3 separate regions of the Mus musculus genome follow, and all the other regions are linked to region 1. A link is a contact called in public HiChIP or PLAC-seq and promoter capture Hi-C data. All regions are on one chromosome and are shown on one strand. The core of a region is the stretch at or near the end of the contact, and the rest is flanking DNA. Distances in the headings are between cores, read along the strand shown.

Region 1 (4,127 bases), core at 819-3,318:
CATATGATTATCAATCTGCTAATTTAGCTGATATACTTGAAAGGCCCCAGCCCCCACTGCAACACATCCTGTCCTCCCTGGTCCTTTTTCCTCCCCTCCCCTCTGACTACATAAGCTAGTCCCAATACTTCAATGAATGAGCTGTCCTGTGAAACAGTCTCCTGGGTTGGTTCACCCCTGCCTTTCAGCACCAAGACCCTGCTCCCCTGATCCTCTGCATCCTGATGGCCACTGGTGTACAATGGCTGAGGGGCAGGGGCGGGGGGGGGGGGAGGTAGGCCCACAGATATAGGGTTAAAAATTAGGGAGGTTGGAGGTTGAGCCTGGTGGCATAGGGCTATAATTTTAGCACTAGGAAGTAGAAACAGGAGGTTAGCACTGGATACATCAGACCCAGTCTCAAAAGAAGCAAAACAAACCTTCAAAAAGGAAATACTTGCCAGGTGTGGTGGTGCACGACTTTAATCCCAGCACTTGGGAGGCAGAGGTAGGTGGATTTTTGAGTTCGAGGCCAGCCTGGTTTACAGAGTGAGTTCCAGGACAGCCAGGGCTATACAGAGAAACCCTGTCTCAGAAAAAAAAAAAAAAAAGAAAAAAAAAAAAAAGAAGAAATTGAGATTAAAAAAAAAAAAGGAAATACTTATATATTTTCTAGGGCTAGGTAGAGTTTCTTTCCTTTAAAGAATATTTCTCTGTTATTAGAGCGTGTATGTACATGATGTTTGTATGAGGGTGCGCATGTGCCATGCTGTACATATGGAGGTCAGAGGTCAAGTTTGTGGATCAGTTCTCTCCTTTCACCTTGGTGTGGGCTGTGGGCACTGAACTCATGTCCTCAGGCTTAGGTGACACATGCTTTTATCCACATCCACACATCCCTTATACCCCCCATTTTGAGACAGATTTTGACTATACAGCCCAGGCTGACCTCATAGTCATGGCAAAGAAGTTAACTGTTCTTTTTGTGTATGTGATTTTGTTTTTCATTAAGTTGCTCACAGCCTTCTTGTCTCCCAGCAAGATATTCCTATGGAAATTAAAATTTCTTCGGTTCATTGTTCCCAAAAGCCAAGGAAAGGACATAAGTATCTCTTTAGTATATCCTCATTTCTGCTAGGCGGGCTGGGGATGACAGAGGGTCATAAGTTTAAAGATAACCGGGTTACACAGCAAGACCTTGTCTCAAATAACAACAAACCTCAGCAGTGACCGCCTCACGAAGTTCTACCACTATGCTATATTCCTAGTGCCCCCAAGACACCACACACACACACACACACACACACACACACACACACACACACGACAAAATGGGGACAATAAACCTTATCTGAGGATAGTAAATGATTTATAATAGCTAAGGAGATCCTTTTAAGTAGATAGTGATTAAGTGTAATGGGCATGCTATTTTGATTAGTGAGCACTTAGGTAATACATGGGGGCTATGTTAAATACTTTGAACACTTTTTTTTTTTCCCGTTCTTGGAGGGTCTTTCTACAGAGCTGTCGCTGTCCTGGAACTCATTATGAAGACCAGGCTAGTCTCACAGAGATCTGCTTGCCTATGCCTAGTGAGTACTATAATTAAAGGCCTGCGCTACCAGGCGCAGCTACTTTGTTCACTTTAATTAGACCCTGTGAATAATCCCTTAGGAGAGGTACTATAATAATATCACTTAAAGGAAAAACGGATTTTTAGAGAATGGGTGACTATGCCCCAGGAAAAGACAGCTAGCTTATTTCAAGACATCTCAGACCAATTGGCAGTGCAGCACCAACACCTCCGCTCACCTTTTGACTGGCCACTGGCCTTGCCTGCTTCCAGCTCAGATTTCTGCTCCAGGTCTGGCACAATAAAGAGCCTGAATCAAATTCCCAAAAATGTGCTGCCTTTTGAAATCTATTCCAGTAGCAACTCCTCCGCACAGTACTTCGGTGCAAAACATCTATTTGGTTCAGCTGCTTCGGCCAAAGGCAGGAGCCAGGAAGAGGGACCGTTGGCAAGTAAGAATTCTGGCACCTGCCTGTTGCTGCCACCAGGATAAGCCACAGCTCCTAGTGGTCTGTTGAGCCTCTGGGCGGAAATCCAAGACCCTTATTAGCCTCAGCCCTAGGCCCGCCCCTTCCTTTAGGCCGGATCGTCGAGCGTCAAGTTCACTGAACGCAGCCAATAGGGGACTGTGGTGGCAGAGTGGCGGGAGGTTCGATTGACACTGCCTGGAGGCTCTTAACGCGCGCTTTGGGAAGAGGAAGAATAAGGGGAAAGATACCGGAGTCGCTCTTTGCCTCTCTTCAGCTTCTAAGATTCTCCTCCTCCCAACCTGGATTTTTAACTGGTCCTTCCTGGGTTCCTGTTTAACTTCCCACAAGGCGTTCCTAGGTCTCTGCTTGCCTTCCTCACACTGAGGTTTGATGTCGGTCCAGCTCTGGTAAATTCTATCCCTCTCCTAAGAATTCAGGCGTCTCGCCTTCGTACTTAAGACTGTACTTTTTCGTAGGTGTTACTCTCAGGGAAGCAGCCCAGCTAGGGACGTTATTCCAACTCCACTTTGCTCATCTGCAACTTCAATCTGTCTTCTTTCCCATCCTAGATTTAGACCCAGCTCCGCTTGGACTTGGCTTTGGATATTTTGACCTTGAGGAACTTGGGGACCGACATTCCTGGTTTGGACCCAAGCCTCATCCTCTGATTGCATCCCCTCCCCTCATACCGACTCTTAAGACAATATTTTCAATGATATAGCAACTTCCTTTTATAGCATCCCCTGGTCCTGCATTCTCTGTTGCTGAGTGCTTTTAACTTCGCTGATGGGCACTTGACATTTGATGCTTCTGGGGCCAGGATGGTAAGTGTGACCTTAAGCTGACTTAAGGGGCCTGGCTGCAGGATCACTGCAGGAACTCACTTTCTGTTCTCCCTTGCAGAGGAGGAGCTTAGCTCCCAGCCAGTTGGCTAGGAGGAAACCAGAAGACAGATCATCAGATGATGAAGACTGGCAGCCTGGGACAGTAGTGAGTGTTTAGGGGAATAAGGAAAATGAGGTTCATAGTCATCTTGAGAAAGTACCTTTCATACATTTTTGAAGCTTTTTTTTTTTTTTTTTTTTTTTTTGAGATGAGCTTCTCACCAGGTCTGTAGACTATGGTCTGTCTCCCAAATGCAGTGTGTGGTCGTAGGCATGTGCCAGGCACACCTGGCACTTAAGGTTTTTTTTTTGAAACAGTGTTTCTCTGTGTAGCCCTGGCTGTTCTGGAACTCTGTTTGTAGACCAGGCTGGCCTTGAACTCACACAGAGGTTCCCTTGCCTCTGCTACCCAGTGTTGAAAGTGAAGGTGTTTGCCACTACTGCCCCGCGTAAGTAAATTTTAATGAAAATTTACAGTATACTAAGCATTGGAGAAGATTAATAAAATTGTTATCCTTGGGGCTGGAGAGATGACTCAGTGGTTAAGAGCACTGACTGCTCTTACAAAGGTCCTGAGTTCAAATCCCAGCAACCACATGGTGGCTCACAACCATCTGTAATGAGATCTGATGCCCTCTTCTGGAGTGTCTGAAGACAGCTACAGTGTACTTACATATAATAAATAAATAAATCTTAAAAAAATTGTTATCCTCCAGGTAGGTTCACTAGAAATTAATACAGTTTCAGTTTTCTTGGTGGGAGGAGAATATCAAAACCAAGGAATGGTAATGTTGGGTTCCAGGCCTGCCAAAAGTGGGGGTGGTGGTGTACTAATATATTCTGTGTGCTTCCCTAACTACATAGTATATTCAGGCCAGCCTGGAATACATGAAAATCTGCGTTTAAAAAAAAAAAGTAGGATTTTGGCATATGAGAGCTTTAGAGTTTCTCTGATATCCCTGGCTGCCCCTGAAACTTGCTCTATAGAGATCAGGCTAACCTCAGAATTTAGAGACCTGCCTCTGGTTTCCAAGATCAGGGATTCATTTGCCACCATGCCTGGCTGGGTGTTTTTTTTTGGTCTATTTTGAGACATGAATTCTGTTATGTAGCTCTCTGACTGACTTGGAACTCACTGTGTAGACCAGACAGAGATCCACTTGCCTCTGCCTGATGAGTGGAAGGATTAATGGCATGTGCCACTTTTTCTGTCCTTAGAAG
Region 2 (4,127 bases), core at 465-2,964, 970 kb before region 1:
TCCTCCTCCATCTCTCTCCCCCACCACAGCATGCTCGACAGGCAGTCTGCCATGCCACCCAGCTACATCCCACTGATCTTCCTTCCTTCCTTCCTTCCTTCCTTCCTTCCTTCCTTCCTTCCTTCCTCCCTCCCTCCCTCCCTCTCTTCCATCTGTCCGTCTGTCCCTCTCTCTCTCTCTCTCTCTGACACAGGCTATTGTTAAATTCTTAGACTGAAAGTATTTCTCTTGCCTCAGCCCCTTGAGTAGTTAGAATCACAGTGCTAATCTGAGTTTGCAGGTCAGAGCCGTCTCTCCCTGCCTTCTCTTATACAACACAATACCACTTGGCTTTGTTTTGTTTAGAACTTACCCCCACACACATTTTACTTCCTTTGGCTATTGAAAAATACATCTTGTTCCATTTGTAAACTCTGATGTACAGTTAAAAGAAACCTAGCTATAAACGCTAAATAAGCAGACACATAATCAAAGATGAATATTCCACAAGCTTATTCATAAGAGGCTACCATCTAGAGTTGTCCATTTATGGGTGAGAGAGATAGGTGTGAGACAGTTGATGGTAAAGACTTGCCTAGCTTGCACAATGCCCTGGGCTTCATCCACAGCACTGAGGGAGATTGGGAGAGAGGTAGGCTTTCTGCAACACACCCAGATACACAGGCTCTGAACAGGAGATGGCCCTCTCGATCCTTGACCAAAGCAGCTACGGCCAGCTCCAGTAACTCACCTTCTACCCAGAGCTGTTCTAGGTCTGTCTCAATTACAGCCACTCGGAGACCCAGTGCCAGAGCCCCAAAGGCCACCAGTCCCAGGAAGAGCACTTTGCCGCAGTGTTTCTGGATCCTGCACCCCAGGGAGAAGAGTAGACCTTGGAAGTAAGCTCGAAGCCAGAGAGGAGCCTGCAGGCTCCCAGCTAGGATCTGGGATAGAGAGAGGAGGAGGTCAGCCAGCTGTCAGCACAACAATGGAGGAGCTTTCCCTTTTCTCCCGGTCAAGTCCCAGTTTCCTGACTTCTGGATGCAGGGCAGGAAACAGCTACAGATAAAGGTTTCAAATGTGGAAGATTTAACTCTCTTTCCCTGTGCCTTCTCCATAAGCACACCTGAAAATGCCCATTTTTAGAAGGTTATGAGTCGTGAACACACACACTCGTTGTCAGCTAGGCAAAGAGGTGAACCCACAGACATAACTATTTTCACTGACCAGATAATAGGAAATAAACTAACAAATCACTTGCTGGCTCTCGCTTGTCTTCAAACACAGATCCAGTAACACTAGACTTCTAGCCCTACAGATGTTCAAGCGACGTTTAAGTTACAAACCCAGCCCCTCTACTCACATGAGGTGCGGAGGACCGAGCTGGAGGTGTGTAGCTGGGAGGTAGCTCTCCAAGGGACAGTGGCCGAACCATGCTGGTGAGGATGGGGGGCGCGAGCGCCCCCAACCTGCGTTATCTGAGCGCTGCCATAGGCTAGCTTGGCGCCTTGTGCCGCCCGGCTTCACCTGAGGATTCCTAGCTGCCGTGAACGGCCATACGGTCCTGGGTGAGGCGCGCGTAAAGATGCACAGGAGCAGCCCGCAGCGGCGGTGCGGGGTGGTGGCCCCAAGCCCCGCTGGATCTGTGGGCTGTGGTCCAAAGAGGGCTCCGCGTGTGGGTGGACCCGACTGGCTGCGAAGCACCTCACAGCTAAAGGTGGCGACTGTGGATCTCGGGAAGCACCAGGAGGCTCAGAAAAAAAGGAGCGGGCCGGGGTGACGCCCTCCCATTGGCTAAGGGGGCGGCAAATTACCCGCTGCCTTGCAGCCGGATCCGTTGCTAGGTAACGGCGCCGCAGGGGGCGGGGCAGGAGACCACCCAGGCAGGGCCACCCCTTTGCCTCGCCTCCCGGGCTCCCCAGCCCGCCCGCGGGGCCCTAAGGAGAGGAGAAGGGAGGGTGATCCTGGAGGCGCTAGTCGTTGGCCAAGTGTAAGTCAGGATGTTGAGAAAGGGAGTCTGCTGGTCCCCTTTGGGCCACCCTTTCTTCCCGACCCAGCGCAACCCTAAGGACCTCCTTTCCACTCTTTCCAAGCAGGCCAGACTCAGCTCTAAAATGCAAATCCCACGGCTGCACCAAAGCCCAAAGCCCTGCACCATCCAACTAAAGCTTTTTTTTTTCCTCTAAGTGCCTCACACCCACTCAGTTGCCTTCCAGTCCCGAATTGCCCTCAGTAATTTCCTAAGTTCACATGTTCTTGCCTTTGTACATGTTGGGGCCCCTTTGTCTTGGCAGATAACTTTTAAGCCTGAACTTGAATCAGTCAGCCTAAACTTTTGGAAGCCTTGGCAGATAATTGCTTTTTTCTTTGTGGTTCTTATTAACATTCAGTTTGTGTATTGTATTTTTAAATTTTTATTTTAACTTTTTTTTGTGAGACATGGTCTTAAGTAGTTCAGCTTGGCCTTCAACTCCTTATCCTGGTTGTGTCTGTCAAGTTAAGGGACTATAACAGTCCTGTATTGCCCAGCCTGTCTGATAATTGTATTTGTGATGACATAATTTATGTACAACATTGGGAAACATGTTGCTTTTCCAAGTGACTGTGCTATTTCTGTGCTCCTGACTGTTAAACTCTGATCGGTCATCTGAGGGTAAAAGTCTGACTCCTCATACAGAACATTTGGGAAAGGAGCCGGGCAGTGGCAGGCCCATCTCTTGTGAGTTCCAGGTCTCAGCATGGTCTACATAGAGAATTCTGGAACAGCCAGGGCTACCTAGAAAGATTCTGCCTCAGAAACAAAATACGTTTTTTGGGGGAAAAAAAAGACTTCAATAAATCTGTTGTTCTGATACTGCTATCACATCTGGCTAGCCTCTTGCTCAATTCTTCCAGACTTCTTAATCATTATATCATAAATATTTTATATTACTACACAGTCCTCTCATCAATCATTTGCAGAATGTCCTCAGGACAGATTCCCAGAAATGGGGTTGTTTGGGTCAAAAAGCATGAATATGGTTTTGGCCTTGCTACATACTGCCAAACTTGTGCAAATTAACATCATCAGCTCCAGGGCTTAATCCTAAGGGTTCCCCAGTTGGTTTAAGGGGTGGGCAGTTAAGGAGGAATGAATGTGTCTGTCTACAACACTGCTACTCTGTGGCTAAGAGGCACCTGGGCAGGAATGGAAGCCTTGGGCCTGGAGAGATAGCTCAGCAGTTAAGGCCACCTTTTGTTTTTGCAGAGGACCTGGGTTTGGCTTCCAGCATCCACAAAGGAGAGTTCACAGCTACCTGTAACTCCAGCTCCAGGGGATTCAACACCTGGCCTCTGAGAGCAAGTGTATACACACACACACACACACACACACACACACACACACACACACACACACACACACATGCGTCATATACAGACTCTCCGGCATATACATATAAGTAAAGGTAATATGAAAATGAGAAAGAAAGCCTGTGTACACGGTATTCTCCCGTTTGTAATGGGAGGAAGTGCACCCTGTGTACACGGTATTCTCCTGTCTGTAATGGGAGGAAGTGTACTACAGAGAAAAGTGTACCCTTAGCAAGCCTGGAAATGGAAACAGCTCTGAAGTGGGCTCTCTAGACTCCTGTAGCAATCTTGGGGCTATAAAGGCAGGGAATTGCCTAGAATAAGCGCTGCACGGCATTATAACGCCAGGACAAAATTGACATTTCTTTTTTTTTTTTAATTTTTTTTAAGATTTATTTATTATTATATGTAAGTACACTGTAGCTGTCTTCAGACACACCAGAAGAGGGAGTCAGATTTTCTTACGGATGGTTGTGAGCCACCATGTGGTTGCTGGGATTTGAACTCTGGACCTTCGGAAGAGCAGTCGGGTGCTCTTACCCACTGAGCCATCTCACCAGCCCAAAATTGACATTTCTTGAGCTCTTTCTTCTTTCCAGATTCTCATGGAGACACAGGTGTGTCATCATTTCAGCCTGGATTCTGCTTCCATTTCCAGCTCAACTGACTGCTGCCATCAATTACCAATTGTGGCAAAGTCCTAGACTTTTTTTTTTTTTAAAGATTTATTTATTATTATATCTAAGTACACTGTAGCTGTCTTCAGATACACCAGAAGAGTGCATCAGATCTCATTA
Region 3 (4,127 bases), core at 674-3,173, 660 kb before region 1:
CATTATGTATAAATATTCAATGAAAATTTTGTTGTTGGGGCTGGAGATATGGTTCCGAGGTTGAGAGCTCTGACTGCTCTTCCAGAGGACCTGGGTTTAGTTCTCAGCACCCACATGGCAGCTCACACCTGTATGTAACTCAAAGATCTGACAGCCTCACACAAACATACATGCAGGCATACTACACATAAAATAAAAATCAATAAACTGAAAAAAAAAAAGAAAGTTGGTTGTTGTGGTCTATACGTAAATATACTTTTTTGCTTGCTCTATTTTTTTTTGTATGTTTTTTCTTTTAAAGATTTATTTATTTTATTTATATGAGTACACTATAGCTGTCTTGAGACATACCTGAAGAGGGCATCGGATCCCATTGCAGATGGTTGTGAGCCACCATGTGGTTGCTGGGAATTGAACTCAGAACCTCTGGATGAGCAGTCAGTGCTCTTAATCACTGAGCCATCAATCTCTAAAATTTTTATATGCCTTATTTCATTTAATCTACACAACAATCCTACAAGATAGATCCACATGGGCTGAGCATCCCTCTTCTGAAATGTTTGGGATCAAAGGTGTTCCCAGTTTCAGAGTTTGACATTTAAAGGTTCAGATTATTCTATTATATTAAAGGCAGAATCAGGCAGATTATAGAGTCTGGCTCCAGAGTACATCTTTCTACAACTACATGCATTATACAAGGAGTCAGTGGTCATAGCATTTGAATGAGAGAACGCCACGCAGGACAGGAACTCAAAAATGAATTCACTTGGGCTGGAGAGATGGCTTAGTGGTTAGGGACACTTGACTTCTCGTCCAGAGATCCTGAGTTCAATACCCAGGAACCACATGTTGCATCTGTATCTGATGCTCTCTTCTGGTATAGAGACACAACACTCATAGAGGTAAAATAGATGAATAAATCAATCTTTTAAAAAGAATTTACTCAACCCTTTCAAGATCCATTATCTCCATCCTCTTTCCAATGGAGAAAAAAAAAGGATGAATTCTACAAGTGAGTACCTTAATTTTTAGAATATGATACTGAACTTATCAAGGACTAGAGTACTAATGGTAAAACAGACAAGAGATTTAAATTGAATTTTAGTTCAATTATGCCTTCTATGAATGGTTTCATTTTGGAAAAACAAATCAACAAGTAAGGCCAGTTGTGCTTCAATTTCCCCATATACCAGGTAGGCATACCTGACCTGCCTAACTCACAATCTTTTTGTTTGTTTAAAAGAACATGGTGACAGAAGCATCAAAAAGAACCAGTAGGGGGCAGCACCGTACAGAGCATCATCAGATCTCCTATAGGAAGCAGAGCAGGCTTGGCAAGGCAGAAAGAACAGCTGAAAATAATTTCTCATAAGGAAAGCCTGTTAGCCTGCTTAACCCTCTTTGTGATCCACCTTGGAAATCTTACAGCGGTATACGGAAAGCATTAACACCACAACTTCTCACTCTGGGTGAATCTGCCCAAATTCAGACCAGAAGTGCCTAGACTGAAAAGAAATGGGACTGATCGTGCCGGCAAAACATCTAAAAGCTAAACATCTAAAGAAACAGTTCACTTCTTTGACATGGTGGCAGCATGGCATGGAAGGCTCATCTTCAGGAACCACTCACATTACATACATGGCTGAATGTCAGGCAGAAGAAACTAAGACTATGTGTATTTGTATTTTCTGAAGGCCTGGTCATGGTAAGACTCTTGGTTTTGGTTCAGAGAAACACATATTTACAAATATGTGTCAACACCCAAGAAAGTCACCTTAGCTGGGTGTGGTGGCTCAAGTTTATACTTGTAATACTTGGGAGGCTAAGGCAAGATAAGATCCAAAGCCAGCATGAATGACATAGAAGGATCCTGTTTAAAAAGAAAGGCAGGACGAGAGGGAGGGAAAAAGTAAATCCACAGCCAGAAGGGGGAGCAGAGAGAAGAGGAGGCAGGACGAGGACTCAGTGACTAACAGACTCTGGCTTCCCTCGGCAGGATGGAAAAGTAGAAATGAGATCCAGGGAGGGAAACAAAAAAGAATTTATTTTTTTCCACAGTCCATTTGCCTTGCCTGATGCTGGAGAACTCGCTGGTGGGGCTTATAAGCCCATGAGCCCTCAAAAACCACAACTTCTCGATGTCTCAAGACCCATGCATGCATGTATGAAGCAAGGAAGTTTAAGATCTGCCAACAAGGAAGATTTCTAGGTTGCTAAACACTGTGTGCCCCATTAGCAGGAACGTTCACTTCCCCATAAGCAACTCCCAGTGCAGACTCAGCTGTGCAGCCTCTGAACAAATCCCTCTGCAAGAAAGCCAAGAACAGCTGTATTGGCCTGGTCAGCTTCCCTGGACGGGAATCACACATGCTGTGCATTCAATTTTTCACAGGCAAATCCCCTTGGGTTCTCCTATGGAACAAGCCAATACTGACAAGATACTTAAATACCTTACAGAACTTTTAACATTTTAATTTTTTTTTTGAGGCAGGATCTCTCCAGCCTAGGCTACTTCAGATTTGCCAGACAGCTGAGAATTAATTTGAATTCTTGATCTTCTTGCCTTACCTCTCAAGTGAGAGTTATATGTATTTCAGTTAAATGTCCAGTAACTGCTAAATGATACATATGTCAATTTTATCTATACCAAAACCTGCTTCTTTTCAGCTGATCTCTGAATTTACTATCTTTGAAGAGCTGTTTAAAAAAAAAAAAAAAAAAACTTCAGTGAAGCCAGGCATAGTGGTGCACACATTTAGTCTCAGCTCTTGGGAAGCAGAGGTAGGGAGATCTCTGAGTTCAAGGATAGCCTGGTCTATGTTCCAGGATAGGCAGAGCTTCATAGTGAGACCTTGTCTTTATAAACCAAACAAATGAAAAGCTAATACCCCCCCAAAAAAGGAAAGAACGAAAGAAAGAACGAAAGAAAGAAAGAAAGAAAGAAAGAAAGAAAGAAAGAAAGAAAAGCTAATACCCAGTGTACTAGTATTGAGGGATTGTCTTTGGTGGTGCTTGGATAATAAGGGTAAACCCTGTAAATTCAAAGCCAACCTGATCTAAGGGTTCCAGGCTAACCAAGAGCTACATAGTGATACCGTATGTATGTCAAACAACAATAATGATGACAATCTGCCTGTCTGTCCCACACTACTCCATAGGCTGAGGCTGGAGGAACACTTGAGCCTATGAATTTAAAACCATCCTTTGCATCACAGCAATACCCTTTCTCAAAAGAATGAAACTAATGGTCAGGGTACAGTAGTGTGCACTTTTTTTTAAAGACTTATTTATTATTATATCTAAGCACGCTGTAGCTGTCTTCAGATGCACCAGATGAGATGTCAAATTTCATTATGGATGGTTGTGAGCCACCATGTGGTTGCTGGGATTTGAACTCAGGACCTTGGAAGGAGCACCACTGAGCCATCTCTCCAGTCCTAGTGTGCACTTTTAATCCCAGCACTAAGGAGGCAGAGGCAGGCAAATCTCTGTGAGTTCCAGGTTAGCTAGGGAGACCCTGGGTTTTTTTTTGTTTTGTTTTGTTTTGTTTTGTTAATTTTTAGAAATAATCTAAACTTTTTGTTTGTTTTATTTTGATTTATATGTGTATATCTGTTTTTGTGAAAATGAATGCAGGTCCCCATGAAGGCCACAAGAGGGCATCAGATCCCCCTGGAGCTGGAATGACAGGCAGCCTGGTATGGGTGCTTGGAACTGAACCCGGGTCCTTGCTTTGAGCTTTTTGAAATAGGATCTCATCAGGTAGCCCTGGCTAGTCACAAATTCATGGAGATCTATCTACTGGCCTCTGCCTTCTAAGTACTGGATTATATAGGTATGCACTACCATACCTAGTTTGGTTTTTTTGGTTTTCTCATTTTGTTGTTGTTTGTTTGCTTGCTTGTTTGTTTGAGACAAAGTCTCACTATATATCCCTGTCTAGCCAGAACTTCACAGAGATATTCTGTCTCTGCTTCCTAAATGCTGGAGTTAAGGCAGCTCACCATAGCCAGTTTTATGAGCTTCTTAGATCAAACCCAGGGCTTAGCTGATTAATAGTCATTCTACTAACAGAGCTACACCAGAGAGCTCTAAGACTACTCTTTGTTTTTTTGTTTTTAGACAGG

Evidence for each region. Promoter capture Hi-C pulls out the DNA fragments that hold promoters and counts their contacts. HiChIP or PLAC-seq counts read pairs in DNA pulled down with a chosen protein or histone mark.
Region 2: a contact with region 1 is called in a promoter capture Hi-C map of pre-B cells, with 3 times the contacts expected there. The contact joins the promoter of Ptch2 here to the promoter of 2510003B16Rik in region 1. A contact is called at or near these places in 2 of 39 promoter capture datasets (maxillary cranial neural crest and pre-B cells).
Region 3: a contact with region 1 is called in an H3K27ac HiChIP or PLAC-seq map of large pre-B cells, with 2.8 times the contacts expected there. The contact joins the enhancer-like site here to the promoter of 2510003B16Rik in region 1. A contact is called at or near these places in 1 of 39 promoter capture datasets (cranial neural crest), 2 of 15 datasets of contacts at CTCF or cohesin (both in the NIH/3T3 cell line), 1 of 484 Hi-C or Micro-C datasets (pro-B cells) and 1 of 115 datasets of contacts at active chromatin or transcription factors (large pre-B cells).

What each region holds. Positions count from the first base shown.
Region 1 is chr4:116,121,781-116,125,907 of GRCm38.p6, reverse strand. It overlaps 2510003B16Rik (RIKEN cDNA 2510003B16 gene), which reads right to left and starts at 2,068. Exons shown (of 3, transcript NR_131048.1): 1 at 1,792-2,068. It overlaps Rad54l (RAD54 like (S. cerevisiae)), which reads left to right and starts at 2,219. Exons shown (of 18, transcript NM_009015.3): 1 at 2,219-2,846; 2 at 2,926-3,012. The coding sequence starts at 2,844.
Region 2 is chr4:117,093,643-117,097,769 of GRCm38.p6, reverse strand. It overlaps Ptch2 (patched 2), which reads right to left and starts at 1,714. Exons shown (of 22, transcript NM_008958.3): 1 at 1,343-1,714; 2 at 731-923. The coding sequence starts at 1,414. RefSeq lists enhancers at 1,559-2,058, 1,621-2,079, 920-2,618.
Region 3 is chr4:116,786,322-116,790,448 of GRCm38.p6, reverse strand. The region is part of intron 4 of Tesk2 (testis-specific kinase 2); the gene reads right to left. Among named protein-coding and RNA genes, the nearest start is that of Toe1, 19 kb to the left of the region's middle. Within about 2 kb of position 1,923, at least 87 of the 459 cell types and tissues checked have an H3K27ac peak or open chromatin away from gene starts, as enhancers often do. A contact at or near this core is called in the NIH/3T3 cell line, where this site is marked.